Linked DNA regions of Mus musculus: region 1 is linked to region 2. The links are chromatin contacts, called in public Hi-C maps. All regions are on one chromosome and are shown on one strand. Each heading gives the region's core, a stretch centred on a gene start, on an enhancer-like site or on the middle of the called end of the contact. The rest is flanking DNA. Distances are from core to core; before and after follow the strand shown. Region 1 overlaps Gm31409 (a long non-coding RNA gene). Region 2 has its middle 54 kb from the start of Gm39400.

The links. A called contact is a pair of places that touch in the nucleus more often than the background predicts.
Region 1: a Hi-C map of cerebellum shows a contact between it and region 2, with 4 times the contacts expected there. The contact joins two enhancer-like sites. A contact is called at or near these places in 2 of 484 Hi-C or Micro-C datasets (cerebellar granule neurons and cerebellum).

What each region holds. Positions count from the first base shown.
Region 1 is chr9:91,955,819-91,958,518 of GRCm38.p6, reverse strand. All of the region lies in intron 1 of Gm31409 (a long non-coding RNA gene), which reads left to right. Among named protein-coding and RNA genes, the nearest start is that of Gm31409, 4.0 kb to the left of the region's middle. Within about 2 kb of position 1,433, at least 2 of the 459 cell types and tissues checked have an H3K27ac peak or open chromatin away from gene starts, as enhancers often do. A contact at or near this core is called in cerebellum, where this site is marked.
Region 2 is chr9:91,652,723-91,655,535 of GRCm38.p6, reverse strand. No RefSeq gene overlaps it. Among named protein-coding and RNA genes, the nearest start is that of Gm39400, 54 kb to the left of the region's middle. Within about 2 kb of position 1,290, at least 4 of the 459 cell types and tissues checked have an H3K27ac peak or open chromatin away from gene starts, as enhancers often do. A contact at or near this core is called in cerebellum, where this site is marked.

The DNA of each region.
Region 1 (2,700 bases), core at 184-2,683, 300 kb before region 2:
GTGTGTGTGTGTGTGTGTGTGAGTGTGTTGAAATGCATGATTTTTACAGATTCTGAGTGATTTAATTAACAAGTTTATTGCTTATCAAAAATTGATTTAAATTTTATTTGAATTGCTCTTTTTCCATATTTAAAAAAATCCATAATAAATTTTTAGAATATAAAAGACATTTTTTTCTTTATGTGGGATTAACATGGTTGAAAAAATAAAAATGAATTTCAAATCTCTATAAAGAATATCAACAGTAAAAAAAGCAACCAATTAAATTATTTTATTTTTTGCAAATTGTAATTATATATATATATATATATATAACCTAAACCAAAAGTGCATTTTAATATTGATTCAATGATCAATATAAATTCAAAGAATAAGTCAATGTTACTCTGAAATCCAAGTGAGTTTTTGTGTCCTTATCATGTCAATTTGAAGTTATTATGAATGAACTGTTACATTTTTGCATACAGTATCACAATGTGAAGAAATTCAATTTGTATATTATCAAATTATTTCTAAAATTTAATATTAAAACTATTGCAAATACCTGTTTTTCTCTATACGAATATCACAAAACTTGCCACAGATCTTTGAAGAAATTATTTGGCTCCATCCTGCTTTAACAAGTGGATCTTCTTGAATAAACAATGAAAGCAATATATACCAAAAAAATTCATAAAACCTCATAACCATTGAAACATTTGATGTATGTTTTACTGCCTTTTGGTAGATATTTATTCACCCTGCATCAGATTTATTAAGCCTATATTCAGTATCCACACACTAGTATTGAAATTTCTTGGTAATAAAATTGGCCTTGACACTCATTGTGTGACCTTGAGTTTACTTACCAATCTATGACTTCATTTTTCACTCACTTTAAAAATGTATAAAAATTATATAACAATTTGCAGTTATAAGATAAATTAAATTTTACATATTAATATTCTATACAGTAATGCCCTAGTAAAAATAGCATGATCATTATTATTATCTGCCGAGAATATGAAGGGAAAAATGCCAAGTTTCTTATAAAATCTGGCTAGCTGAGTGTTCTGTGGCTAGTACATGCCAAGCACTAGACATACTGAATGCTTGCTTCAAGCCAAGTCTGGGAGAATTATGATTACAATGCAGTAGAGTAAATTAAGTGATGGTACCTTGCTTTAGTTAGTAAAGAGAGAGACACCGTTTCTAGCTTCTGCATTGACAGATTTGGTTAGTAGAAGAGAAATTATCAAAGAGGTCTTCAATTCACCTGATCTTCAAGAATAGGTGACAACCAAGGGGGAGAAGGATGATAACCGCAAGCATTGAGAATAATCTGTGCAGAAGCATCAGAGAGGATTTGAAATTCACCCCATGATACATACAATACCACCCGTATGCACATGGACTTTCATTGCAGTCAAATTTGACTTGGTCAGTTAATTTGGTATGCAAAAGGCCAGGTGTGGTTACATATGCCTATGAATCTGGGGAATAGAGGCTGTTAGACCAGGAGGTCAAGCTCAGATTGGCTACATATAAAAATGGAGGCTAGTCTGGGCTATGAGATCTTACCAAAGCAAAAGCAGAAAAAATAAACTGATACATAGATTAACCAATGGCTAGACAGTTGTGGGCATTTAAACAAATCATATGTACATTTAAAGCCAGAAACACAGTCAATAAAATGTTGTTATGTAATTTTTACAACAATAAAAATGACATGCTTATATTAAAATTACTTTCTGATGCATGTACCTATTTGATAATACCTCTCTTGCGTCATCATATCAACAACAACAAAAAAGGAACAATAGAAAAGTCATACATAAGCAAATCAAATATTAACAAAGAAAGCCAGGCATGGTGCTTCATGCTTTTAATCCCAATATCAGCGAAGCAGAGGCAGGAAAATCTCTGTGAATTCAAGGCCAGCCAGGTCTGCACTGTGAACTCCAGGCCAGCCAAGGCTGCATAATGAGACCCCAAATGTTAACAAAGAATATTAACAAAGATAGACTTCTAAAATGCACGTGAAAACTATATTTTGTTTATAGAGATCTATATTAGAAGCATTAAGTTAGAAAGTAAGTACAGAATTAAAATCAATCAGCTAAAATATCCTACCACTTGAATATAAATACCATGAAAGAAAGGAACCAACCAAGTAAGCACAAGAGTGTCCAATGAAGCTGGGCAGAGGTGGCACATGCCTTTATTCCCAGCACTTGGGAGGAAGAGCAGGAGGATTGCTGAGTTCGAGGCCAGCCTGGTCTTCAGAGTGAGCCAGGACAGCCAGGGCTATACAGAGAAACACTGTCTCAAACAACAACAACAACAACAACAAAACAAAAATCAAACAAACAAACAAAAAGAGAGTGTCCAATGAAGAGTGGAAAAAAAGAGTAGAAAAATATAAAGGAAATATGGTGCTAATTTGGGAGAAAGTATGCTTATATACTAATATTATATTTAGTAACAGGGATTATATATTAATATATTAACAGGGATTAACTATTAATTAGATGATAATAATTAAAAGATGGAAACTATGACTACAAAAATATTTAATTCAAATATTCATGAAGTAACAAAATGACTTAATTCAAAGATAGAAATGAGATGAAAGATTGGACTCTATCACAGAATAGCTTCCTCATATCCAGAATTCATAAAACTTGAAGGTTTGTCTGCTGTTAAAATTGAAAAGAAAAT
Region 2 (2,813 bases), core at 41-2,540:
TAAGTAGCTGCCTGAGTAAAAACTTCATTAAGAAGAACTAGTGGTTGCATCTTTCTTGCTGGTCGAGTGGGAGGGGACAGTTGGAGGCAATTGTAATCCACCTAGTGTGGAAGACAGTAATCAAACTCTCCAAGAGCAGCAAGTGTTATCAACTCCTTAGATATCACCCCAGCCCACTTTGGACAGTTTTGTTTTGTTTTGTTTTGTCTGTTTCTTTTTTTTTTTCAGTTTTGACATTTTATAAAAAAAAAATCTTGAGAAATATATTTTTATCATATTATATAAATGTTATCGAGATGCAGGAATACTTGTAAGTATTAGTTTTAGTAAATCCAAAAGGTAATAAAGTTTGGTCAGAGAATAATTTGTGGAGGCCATCTTACAAAAGTTCTCCAGACAAGTCATTGAAAAGATACACCAGCCTGTTTTATAGCAAGATTAAGAACTGGGGCCAGCACTGAATCCAAACAGCCATAACTGAAGAGAAGGCAACAGTCTGGAAGAAGAAATAAAGCAGAATGAAGAGAATGAGGACAATAAATAGGAAAGAAAGGAAATTCAAGACTGAAAAAAAATAACATCTACAACAAAAGCACCTGTTTGTCTTGAGTAGCTGGAACCAGCTGATAAAAAGCACATTTGAAAGATGTGGTGAGAAAATGTGAAATCTTTCTCCAAGGCCTTTTAAACTTGAAAGTGAACTTCCTGTATGGAGCTATGCTATTTGAGACCTGGACAATTTTACTAGCTTTCCTCTAGACATCCAGTGTCAGGGGCATATTAACATCACAGACAAGGTAAATCCTCTAAAGAAATAAGCTTGAGCCTTCGTACTCCTTTCAACCTCACCTTGTAGTAACAGCACAGTGTTGATGGATTCGACGGCACACCCATCCATCCATGTGTTGCTCTAACACAAATGCATATTTGCAAATTCCAAAGCAAAAGGACACTTTTGAAAAATATCTACCTACCTCTTAGAGAAAAAAGAATCACAGAATTTTAAAAACAACTACAAATAGAATTTTCAAAATAATCACACCAATCAAACAATTGCTTAAAAAACATGTTAAGCCAACCAAAGATCTGTTCTCAGAAGCTCAATATATGAACATATGGTCTTTTCCCACAGCAATAATGCCTGTCATGTGAATGTCCTTTCTCCTAAATACTCTAAGTGATCTCTTACTTTTGTAAGCTTAATTTCTTGGAATTGTTTCTGTTAAGAGTTTCCTCAGGCCGCCATTAGAGGGCATGAAAGAATAATGCGCAGACCAAAGTCAAATGCACCAGAGAACAAGAAAGGAGCGACCACTGCCAGGCAGTTCTGCTTGGATTAGAAAGAATAGTTCACCACCCACCCCGCTCAAAAATTAGTAGTGGAAATAATTTATATGTAAGAACCTATGGTGATAATAGTCTTCCATAAAGACATTAAGACTGGTGACTATTTCATGTGTGGAAGTCAGAAGCAAATTATTAAAGTGTGAAGAAGTAATTTTTTTGATCATTTGAAAGTTAGATATTACCTAATAGAAGTCACTTGGGCTCATGTCAAAATAACAGAAAGAAAGAAACCATAAACAGCGAACAGACAGCAGAGGGCCCAAAGGAAATACAGATAGAACTAGAGTAGTAATGTGTCAAACTTTGGTTCGTGACCAAAAAAAAAAAAATATATATATATATATATATATATATGCAAGAAAAATAATATAGATACATATTGTTCTTTGGAAAGCTTAGGGTCAATTTTGTGTCTTCAAAATCTACCCCCATCCTACTGGCCTCCTCCTGTACCCAAGAAGCTCCCTTCTAACCTAGGAGCAGCAGCAACAATGACAATAATAAAAATAAATAAGTAAATAAAAATAAACTGTCAAAGAGACACTGTGTTTCAAAGATGGGAAAAAAATGACCCAAACCTTCTCGGGCTATAAGTCAGTTGACATTTGAAGGAACTTTATATGCATTCTCCCTTCCTAAATGCCAGGTTCAAAACTTATGAAATAAATGGACCCATACACAAAATAAGAACACAGTTCTTCCCTGTAACCAATGTAAGAGAAGTCAGTACTAATCCAGTCAGTACATTCTTTTAACCTGTGGAGAGAAAATGTATAGTTTTTGTTTCCTGACAAGACAAGCCCTCTCTTATATAAGATGTGGTTTTGGTAACAGTTATTGAATTCCAGCATAAATTTATGATATCTGCCCCTTTCTTTAATTTATAAAACAGTAAAATCTCAAGATCCCCTTCAAAAACAGGCACAATATGTTTCTATCACACTAGCAAGGCTGTTAAGACTCCCTGTAGGGCACTTGGACTTAAAGCCTATAAATTTCCTGCTTAAATTTTCAAACAGGAGAGACGAGGGATACATCTGAGCACATAAACCCACCTTTCAGCGATAGGTCTGTGTAAGTCTGTACTGCTGAAGGCTATAAGAGAAGCTGTAAAGGGCAAGAATTATGGTGAACAGGGTCTCAGACTCCATGTTCTGTTTGTAAACACAGAACTGTAGAAAATACAGAAACAGATGGGGAAAAATTCCTTCAACTATCTGCGAGGAGAACAGGTCTCTTAGGAAGCCATTTGTCCCACAGAGCCATTCAGACGAAGAAATGTATTTGACAAAGTTCAACAGATGGAAATGAAAGAGGCAGCCAACACACATGCTATGTACTTCCTTTATGAGGGCAATCACTATTCCTTCTATCTCCTCAAATCTCTCACCGCTATCTGAAGCTTCCCCAGCCTCTGCCAGATTGGAGAGTGCTTTCATTTATTTTTATTGATATTTTCACACACT